2 separate regions of the Triticum aestivum genome follow, and region 1 is linked to region 2. A link is a contact called in public Hi-C data. All regions are on one chromosome and are shown on one strand. The core of a region is the stretch at or near the end of the contact, and the rest is flanking DNA. Distances in the headings are between cores, read along the strand shown. Region 1 holds the start of LOC123120385. Region 2 holds the start of LOC123120383 (cytochrome P450 714C2).

Region 1 (4,563 bases), core at 274-2,773, 260 kb before region 2:
AGGGGAAGGGGACTGGGCGCAACCGATGAGAGCGGCGCGCTCTGCCTGGGCTCCAACAGTCTTTGTTCCCAGCCGTGGTCCGACCGAGGCGCCGGTCTGTCTCTGGAGGCCTTGGCGATGACCGCCCTGCGGAGCTCCTCCGCCGAGATCGGGCTGCGCGGCCTAGAGCACTGCGAGGATACGTGCCCCGAAAGCCCGCAGCGGATGCAGAGAGGCTCCTTGGTGCAGTCCTGTCGGCGATGGCCTTCCCCGAAACATCGAAAGCAGAGGCCATACAGGTCTGGCGGGACCAGACGCCGCTCGGAGGAAGAAGACGACCCCGGACGGACCGCCTCCTGCTGGCGACACAACGCCTTGCGACGGCGCCACATAGCCTTGCGGGACGAGCCCTTCCTCCTCCAGGGGCCAGCAGCCGCCGGCATCTCCACCTCCTGTCCGGCCCCGCGGCCAACGAGGAGCGGGCAGATCCAGGCGAGCCAGACAGCCCCAGCCCGGATACGACCGGCCGCTCGCCCTGGAGCGGAGCGGAAACGGAGGGCGGGCTCCTCAAGCCACCATGGAGTGGACGCCGCGTCCGGGCGAAGAGCGGCGGGGCTGGTGGACGCCGGGGCCAGAGTGGCCGTCGGCGGGAGACAGGGGAGGGCTCGCGGGAAGGGGGGGGGGGGGGGGTAGAATCACATCAGCCGCCAAGACAGGGATCCTGAGATGCCAGCAAGAGGAGATCCGTCTCTGGACGTCAACGGTGGACTTGGAGCTGGCCATGATGTCCGTCTCCATGACTCCCATCCTGGCACGGTTGGGCGTGGAAACATGATGACACCGCGATACCAACAGACGGGGAGGATTGCTGGTACCGGTTGGAGCGTGGAAACACGGGAGCTCAGTAAGTGCTGGACGTGGACGGGCAACGGAACTGGAGGACTAATTGGCGCGGCCCATCAGGCGGACGACGGCGACCACGACGCGTTGCCCGCCCAGAGCGCGGCCATTTAATTCGTCCCCGCCCAGCCCTGCGTAGTGGGCGTCGTGTCAGTTCGCTTCGCGCCCCTCGTCGCCGGTCTGGTTGGTTGGTGCGGCGCCGCCCATGGCGAGCCAGCCTTGCCCCGTCCCAGCATTCAATTCCCAACGCCCAGCCATACACCCCAACCGTCCAACCATTGGGAGTACACTGTCACTGTGTGAGACTCCTGTGAAGACCATCAACAACCACTCCGATGTGATCGTGTACATGTTTTTTTCCTTTTCTTTCGTTGGGATCGTGTACATGTCCCCCCGCAAAAAAAAAGGATCGTGTACATGTTCCCAAATAGAATTACGCACTAGGCCGTGTACTATCGGTGTGCCCGATCCGCCTCCCCGTTGCATGCGCGTGCTGTAAAAGGAAAATGATTAAACATCTTTAAAAGAAAAATATTTGTAGTTTCACACAGAAACGATATTTTGCGTACATGGAAACAACTCAGAGAAATCGATTCGCATTTGCACTAGTAGCCGTGTTTAGAAGCAGTATAAAAGTCGTCATCCGGGCATTGATATCCTTCCATCCCCACCGGAAAATCGAATCAAACCACCTCCGCCTCCGCCTCCACGCACGCACCCACGCACGCTCGCCGCCACTGCAAGTTTGCAACCCCCTCGATCTCTCCCAGCATCCCGAGCCTGCCCCAACCAATGGCGTCCACCAACGGCTACGGCAACGTTACCGGCGGCGGCCTCCCGACGCACACCGCCACCTCCAAGCCGCCCGTCGACGACCCGCGCCACCAGAAGCAGCGCCTGCGGCGCCGCCGCGGCTGCCTCTGCTGCGCGTGCCTGGCCGTCACCCTCGTCCTCGTCGCCGTCGTCCTCCTGATCCTCTTCCTCACCGTGCTCCGCGTCCGGGACCCGACCACGCGGCTCGTCTCCACGCGCCTCATCGGCGTGGCCCCGCGCCTCACCTTCCCGGCGCTCAACATCCAGCTCAACGTCACCCTCCTCCTCACGGTGTCCGTGCACAACCCCAACCCGGCCTCCTTCTCCTTCCCGTCGGGCGGCCACACGGACCTCACCTACCGCGGCGCCCACGTCGGCGACGCCGAGATCGACCCCGGCCGCGTCCCCAGCAAGGGGGACGCGGACGTGAAGCTTGCGCTGACGCTGCAGGCGGACCGGTTCGCCGGGGACCTGGCGCAGCTGGTCACGGACGTGGAGACCGGGTCGCTGCCGCTGGAGGCCAGCACCAGGATCCCCGGGCGGGTGGCGGTGTTCGGCGTGTTCAAGCGCCACGCCGTCGCCTACTCCGACTGCAGCTTCGTATTCGGCGTCGCGGAGCTGGGCGTCCGCAGCCAGGAGTGCCGCGACCACACCAAGCTCTGATCCTACCGACCTTCCTTCGTTCCTTCGTCCGTCCGTTCGACGATAGCTGTCCGTCTCCGCCGCGCGCGTCGCCGGAGATGGAAGCGAGGAGGACACCTTTTCCTGCCGAGTTCGATTGATACGCACGGCACGTGTGGGTGGGGCCGGCGACGTCGTTGTCATCACGGAGAGAAGAGAAAAGAGTGAGGTGTTTCTGGAATTTTCGTCGACGCTTCATCATCAGTATAGTATAGTTAGTCTCGGACTTGGTAGAATTATGAATTTGTCATTTTAGTTGTTTCCATTGCTGGGTTTGGTCTTACGATTTTGATGGAATATCTTGTACAGAGACAGAGAGAGACAGGGTGGGCTAGTTAGTATACGCACATATGGCTTGCTCTTATTGTTCATCGCATCATCATCATGTGTCTAGATTCTTGCTTTGTGCGCACGAATCCTAAGCGCGGCCTTATTATCTTATACGTATGCTTTATACTCCATATAGCTTGCTGTTAGGGGGTCGCTCGGAGACCTTCCTCGAGTCCTTGATGTTCTGATTACTTTACATAACCCTTTAAAGCCAAGCCACCTGTGCTGAAAGTAATTTTCAGGTTACAACATCCTGGATTCGTGATGCCACCAAATATGTCGGCAAATACAAGTCAAACATACGCAGGCAGTGAAAAATAAACCCTGTTTCTAGTCCTGTTTCCTCTGATCAATGAAAGCTCCCTTTCTCCTCACAAAGGGGACGAAAAAGGATATCAAAGCCAGGGACAAATCGAGGCCGTCAGCCAGTCCATCAGAGGCTCTATCTGACGGCTAAGATTAACAGGAAGAGCAGCCATCAATCATCGCGACAGACCAGCACAATTAATAAGGCAGATGAATTACAGCTCAGCACAATTAACACTAGTACGCCAGCAGCTCACCCTACACCAGTCGCATCAAACCAAACCAAGTCATGTTGGAATTCGCCACTGCATCATTTCGGTGTCACCAGAGTAATACATCAAGTGCAAAGATCGAAGCTAAGCAAGGATGAATCTGCAACAGCTGCTTCAGTTCAAGGCAAGCACAGAGAGACAACAAACTATTTTTCAAGATTTACAAAACGCTAGGCCGAAAGCCCACAAGGCACAAGTGCCGGTACTACTACATCAATCATCAGGGCAGTAAGACTGGGCTTAGCTAAAATTAAAGGAAAACTAAACATAGATTTTACATGTATAACTTAATCAAGGCTGCTTCCTACTCAACCATCACTGCTAGCTCTGTACAGCTTCAGAGTTAGCAAAGTTACCACGACAGACATGCCTCTGTAGGATGCCGCACCAAGACCATGTTCCCAAAGGATGGGAACAGGCTCAGCTCTTATTGTCTTCAGCGAAAAGAGTCTTGGGGCTGACCGAACCGAAGTCGAGCTTCCGGCAGATGCCTGGGCTGAGCTTGATCATCTTCAGAGATGGCCGCAGAGGAGCGTCCGGGCAGGTGTCTGCGATGCCGGTCAGCAGAGGCTTGGATTCAGGGGTCTTGTAGCTTTCAGGTGGGATGGCGTCTATCAGAACAGCCTCGCCATCTCCGGTTGCCTCCAGCGCTTGGTTTGAGATGATCAGATCAAGAAACATCTTGCAGATCCCCTGGAGATACAGATCTTCCTCCTCCGAATCATCAAACTCAAAGCTTAACCTCTTGACTGGGAAGTCATCAGATTCAAAAATGAGCTTCCTGCGGGAGAGGGTCTCTACTCCCCTGACCACGTTCTTCTTCGGCGCACCACAGAGCGCCTCCTCTGGTCCTGGAGCGAAGGGGTCAAAGATGTTTCCCCTTGGTGTTTGACAACCCAGTGAAATACTTTCATCTGGAGCCTTGCAAGAGATGGACATTTCTAGTGCAACCACGTTCAGAGTGATTGCCTCAGCAGCATTACCCTCGTTATTCTCAAGATCACAAACTGTGCCGAGGGATTCTATGTCTTCCTTGTTTCCCAAGGGAAGTTGCAAACCAAATTCTTTACTGGCACTCTTCTCCAGCACTTCTACAACTGTGGAATCGCATTCCACAACCTCTGAGACTTCAGTATCGCTGTTATCCAACACCACATGACCTACTTCAGCCCCCGCCATGTGGAGAAGTGGTTTCTTCTGAAAATAAATGTTATACTCAAACAGAGTATACCACTCTCCCACTTCAGTATCAAAACCTGAAACAAAGAAAAGGTCAGTACAA
Region 2 (4,794 bases), core at 1,245-3,744:
TCTGAAGTTGGCGAATTTTGTAAAATATCTCTTTGCCTTCGACAAAACTGCTTCCGAAAGAAGCTCTTGATATAACATCAGCTGAGAAGTTCCGTAAGAACTCATCAACTAGAATCTCTGCCCTGCCTCCTTCAGACTCAACCTTTTCTTCCCATGAATTCAACATTGATAGTGCAGCATCCATCATCAAATTAACCATTCCCTGTGGATATTTCCACAGTCAAGTTTAGTCTAATGGTGCATGTAGTAAGCATTTTTAAAGCAAGCATTACTGTTTAACAACACCATGAAAAAACACTGTCTGAAGCATTTTTGCCTAAAAAAAAGCGTGTCTGAAGCATTATTGTTGAACAACACCATGAAAAAACACTGTCTGAAGCATTTTTGTCTAAAAAAAGGCGTGTCTGAAGAAAAATACTCACGGCGAAGGCACAGTTACCTTAACCTTGTCCATGAAGAATTCAGGTGCAATGACCTTTCGTTGGTGTACCCATAGGTCACCATTCGCCGTCAAAATTCCCGTACCAAGAAGAGCTCCATGCTCTTTCTGCAAGTAGCTAGGCTTTCCAAGATCCAAAGACTTGCAACTGGCCAGCTCCTTCACCATGTCAGGATCTATGACATGTAGAGTTTGTATGCTTCCAGTAGCATACAAGTAGATGGAACCTGACACAACATCAAATTTACGGCAACTTGCAAGGTTTAGATATGCAGGTCAGAGGCCATTTATCCATGTTATCGGGCCAAATCCCGCTGTCTAATCGAAGATTCATAACAGTAAAATAATACACATGTCTACTTAAGCAGAACTTAAATACAAATATTCTTAAAAGCAAAGTTTATGTTAAGTTAATGGCTCAAAGTGAAGATTAGTCAACATATGGTGAGACACGCTATATAGTACATCATCTAAACGACTACGAAATTCCAGGATATAACAGGTCCTCATCAAAGAACATAACTGGCTTCAGCATCTAGCACCATCTACTCGCCTTGAAACAACAAAAGGCCTCGATTTTTTTTGTGATTATAATTGTGCATTCCCCATGAACCCCCCACAAATTCTGCCGTGCAAGAAAAATAGATATCTCTTTCTACAGGAAGACTTGTACTAACAAAAGCTACAAATATATTTATTAAACATCGAATAGACTAGAATTCAGCAACCAAACAAATTCAAGCTAAATTTCCTTCCTTACTGAAACTATCTACAGGTTTGTCAACATACCATAAACTCTGGTCCAGTGGAGGAAGTAAGGGAACAGAATGGCCACATAATTTGAGGAGAAGCGATCTGTAGGCCCTGCTCCCTCTTCTTGATAAGGCGTGGCAAGTTTCTGGATTCTCCTCATCTCTGGTATGTTTCCGAAGAGGAAAGAAGGCTTTGGACCCTTCACTCCTTGGCTTCTCAGCTTCTGCCTGAGCCTCTCCGGCCTTAGCCATAGGATGGTGTACAGGTAGGAGAAGAGAAGAGTAGAGAGGAAGAACGGAGGTAGCAGCAGCAGCCATTGCCGCGGTGAGAGGATCATCATCATGAGGGAGAGAGAGAGAGAGAGAGATGATCATAGTATGTGAAGATACATATTTGCTGGGTGGTCCATGGTGCGCAGCTGGGAGCAGGGAAAGTGCAAAACTACAAATTAGCCACGCACTCTGAAAGCAGCTAGCAGATAAGACAGTGCCAGTTTTCTAGAAGAAATAAGTAAAGAATGCAAAACAAAGACCATAGTTATTTTGATTTGCCATACCCTGAGAGAGAAGCTTTGTCTGATTGCTATGACCAGAGCAGAGAGCACCCCCATCACAAGAACAATTTCGGTTCTAAATACAATACATCTTCGGCGGGTGAGGAGATGCTCGTAGTTGGTGGAACAATCTTAACACACTCAACCTGCTTGCAAAGTTGCAAGGTCTCAGATAAATAGGTAATCATAGTACTAGGCCGCAAGAAGATGTAGACTGATACTTTCATGTACTGTATTTTATCATTGCAGGCGGCAGAGTATCAGTCCTGTACATGTTACCGTTCATACATGAGCATGGTTACTAACTTACTAGATAAAACAAATCGACCACGCTAACAGACAAGCGATGAAACGCTATGGCTAAGGAGCGCTGCCCCGAATTTCAACAAAAGAAAAAAGACTCGTGATTGAAACTGAAGATAGAGCAGATAAAAAAAAATAGACTCATTCCCCAAATCAAAAAAGCAAGTATGTTCTTTTAAGAGATTAACCTGTAGGACTAGAGAAACAGGCAGGATTGAGCAAGGACGAGCGCCCGCCCGCCAAAATTGCGCTACTCTTTGCCGCGGCCCGCGCAATCTAGGCTACTGGGGAAAGGAGGGAATATTCCGCAGCTAATTTGCAGATGAATTTGGGCCGGGATTCGCTGGTGTTCGTGGTTTTCGCGAGTGGGGATACAGAGGAAGAGAGAGAGAAGAACCCTAGCAAAATTACTCCAATGCAAATACGTTTCCCTTTCTTACTTTTCTCATTCCGCCACCATGGCCTTAAGGGCCAGTTCAATTTACAGCGGTGGAGTTCTTTCAAAATATTTTTTACAGCGGTAGACAGAACTCAGCGTAAACAGCGAGAACGGCATTTTGGAGCTCGGCCCCATGGACGCTGTTTTTTTTTTGAAAAAAAAAATCAAAATTCATACTTTTTGGTTTCAAAGAAATCTGAAAAAATTGTACAATTACACAAGGATGTGATGTGTATGTGTGTAAAATTTCAGAATGAAATACCTTAAGATGTGATCTGTGCAAAATGAATAAATTCATGGACTTTTGGGATGAATAGTATCGTGTGCTGAAAAGTCACAATTTTTTTTGCACAGCTCTAATGTAAACGTATTTCGTCCTGAAAATTTACACATGTGTGTTATGCCTCCATATATATTTGTATTTTTTTCATAAATTTTTAAAATATAGAAATATGTTGAATTTAGAATTTTTCAAAAACCGGCCTCCGTGAAGCCCCAGCTCCAAAAGCAATTTTCGGTAAACAGCTAGCTTTAATCCTATTCCTAGCCATGTGGCGTTCGTATTCAGTGGATCTTGTCCCTCCATTATCTGAAGAGGTGTCGATGACACAAACACTCAATTGCAGTCCGTCGGCCCAACTTCAACACGCTGATGCAAACAGACGCGGATTTTATCTTTTTTGTTCGTTTGGATCGGCTAGGCGGATGTCGGCCGTCATGTCCGTGTTTAGCCGCGGGCACGTAGATGCGCCCAACACAAACGATGAATTTTAGACTTGGGTGATTTAAGAAAAAACCTTAATCCAAGAAACATTAGAAATACTCCCTCCGTTCCGAATTACTTGTCGCAGACATGGATGTATCTAGATGTATTTTAGTTTTAGATACATCCATTTCTGTGACGAGTAATTTGAAACGGAGGGAGTATATCTTAATATCTAAACCGTTGGCGAAAGTCCGCTTACATTAATTTAAACTTAAAACATGAAGAAAAAAACTTTGGAAAAAAAGCAACCCCACAGCTTGCAACCTAGGAGTTGTTGTTGTCTACCCTCGTTGGTCTTCTCGAAGGCCTGCTAGTAGGCCGCCAGTGATGGCGCTTGTTGTGTCACATCCGACTGCGTCGTCTGCTGTTTATGTTGCACCGCCTGTGCCGTCGTCTCCCGCTATGCCGCCATCTCCCGCTCTGCCGCCTCTCGCTCAACCTCCTCATTGGTCACACCCAGTCGAACAGGCGTGCGCAACATGTAGACTGGCACAATGCCCGTCCATTCCCAAGACTACACACCGGATGCTGGTGGCGGTGGTGGGCAAATTTTCGTGTTTTAACCTTTTTTAAGGTTATTCAAGATCTGACCCTAATTCATAAAAATTTCGGCTCTAACCATTTTGCTACCGTCAGAGTCTATGACGGTAGGGTTGCATAATCTACCGTCCTCTGACGATAGGACTTGCCGGCACCGTCACGTCCGTTTAATATAAAAAAGACCGCCGTAGTCCTTCTCGGCAGGCAATGCAACCTACCGTCAAGGTATTTGACGGTATGGTCCTCTAGCCAGATTCCACACGCCCTGTCAATCTGAATAATCTATTAACCTAGTAGTCAGTCACTGGTCATGCACGAGAGAGAGCGAGCGCGCACATGAGAGAGGGATCATATAAAATTCTACTGCCTGAAACTTGCCGCTGTTGTGTGCTCACGCTCCCATGCATGCACACAGCACTCAATGCATGCAGCACATCCATACATCTATCACATGCATGAACAGATCGTTCAAGGCATGCAGCTCAATCATTCACCCATCCCCATACCTGCACCATCTATCTTACAGTATCTTTTAGTATTTCAAAGCAGCACACTTTATGGAGCAGTGCAACGCAGCTTTAGCTGCCACGGGCTTTGACATTTCATTGGCCCCTACCGCCAAGGGGCTACCGTCACGGTAGGGTATTTTTCACGTTACATGTCCGTTACGGTGTAGTCAAAGTCTACCATCAGAGATTCTGGCGGCACACACTTAAACCTTACCGCCAGAGACAATGGCGATAGGAAAAAGGGCCAGATCCTGAATTTTTTACGAACTGGGGTTAGATTTCGAATAACTTTCAAAAAAGGGTCAAAACACGAAATTTAGCCATGCGTGTTGGCCTCCACGCCAGCCGTTGAAGCTGCCAGTGCCCACACAAGGCCTGGCCACCTAGCCAGCTCCTGGAGCTTCGACTCCTCATAGGCCCACCTGGTGGCCTCCTCGAGTGCCGCGAGGTACGCCTCCTCCTCCTCTTGGTCTTCCCCCTTCAGCACCACCG

What was found. Hi-C and Micro-C count contacts between places; a contact is called where the count stands out from the background.
Region 1: a Hi-C map of leaf shows a contact between it and region 2, with 3 times the contacts expected there. The contact joins the promoter of LOC123120385 here to the promoter of LOC123120383 in region 2. A contact is called at or near these places in 2 of 5 Hi-C or Micro-C datasets (leaf and an unstated tissue) and 1 of 1 datasets of contacts at active chromatin or transcription factors (leaf).

Annotation. Positions count from the first base shown.
Region 1 is chr5D:236,323,569-236,328,131 of IWGSC CS RefSeq v2.1, reverse strand. It overlaps LOC123120385, which reads left to right and starts at 1,523. Exons shown (of 1, transcript XM_044540362.1): 1 at 1,523-2,744. The coding sequence starts at 1,672. The coding sequence ends at 2,355. LOC123120384 reads right to left here. Exons shown (of 2, transcript XM_044540361.1): 2 at 3,300-4,537. The coding sequence starts at 4,460. The coding sequence ends at 3,702.
Region 2 is chr5D:236,064,907-236,069,700 of IWGSC CS RefSeq v2.1, reverse strand. LOC123120383 (cytochrome P450 714C2) reads right to left here and starts at 2,494. Exons shown (of 7, transcript XM_044540360.1): 1 at 2,237-2,494; 2 at 1,749-1,891; 3 at 1,229-1,610; 4 at 446-666; 5 at 1-202. The coding sequence starts at 1,535.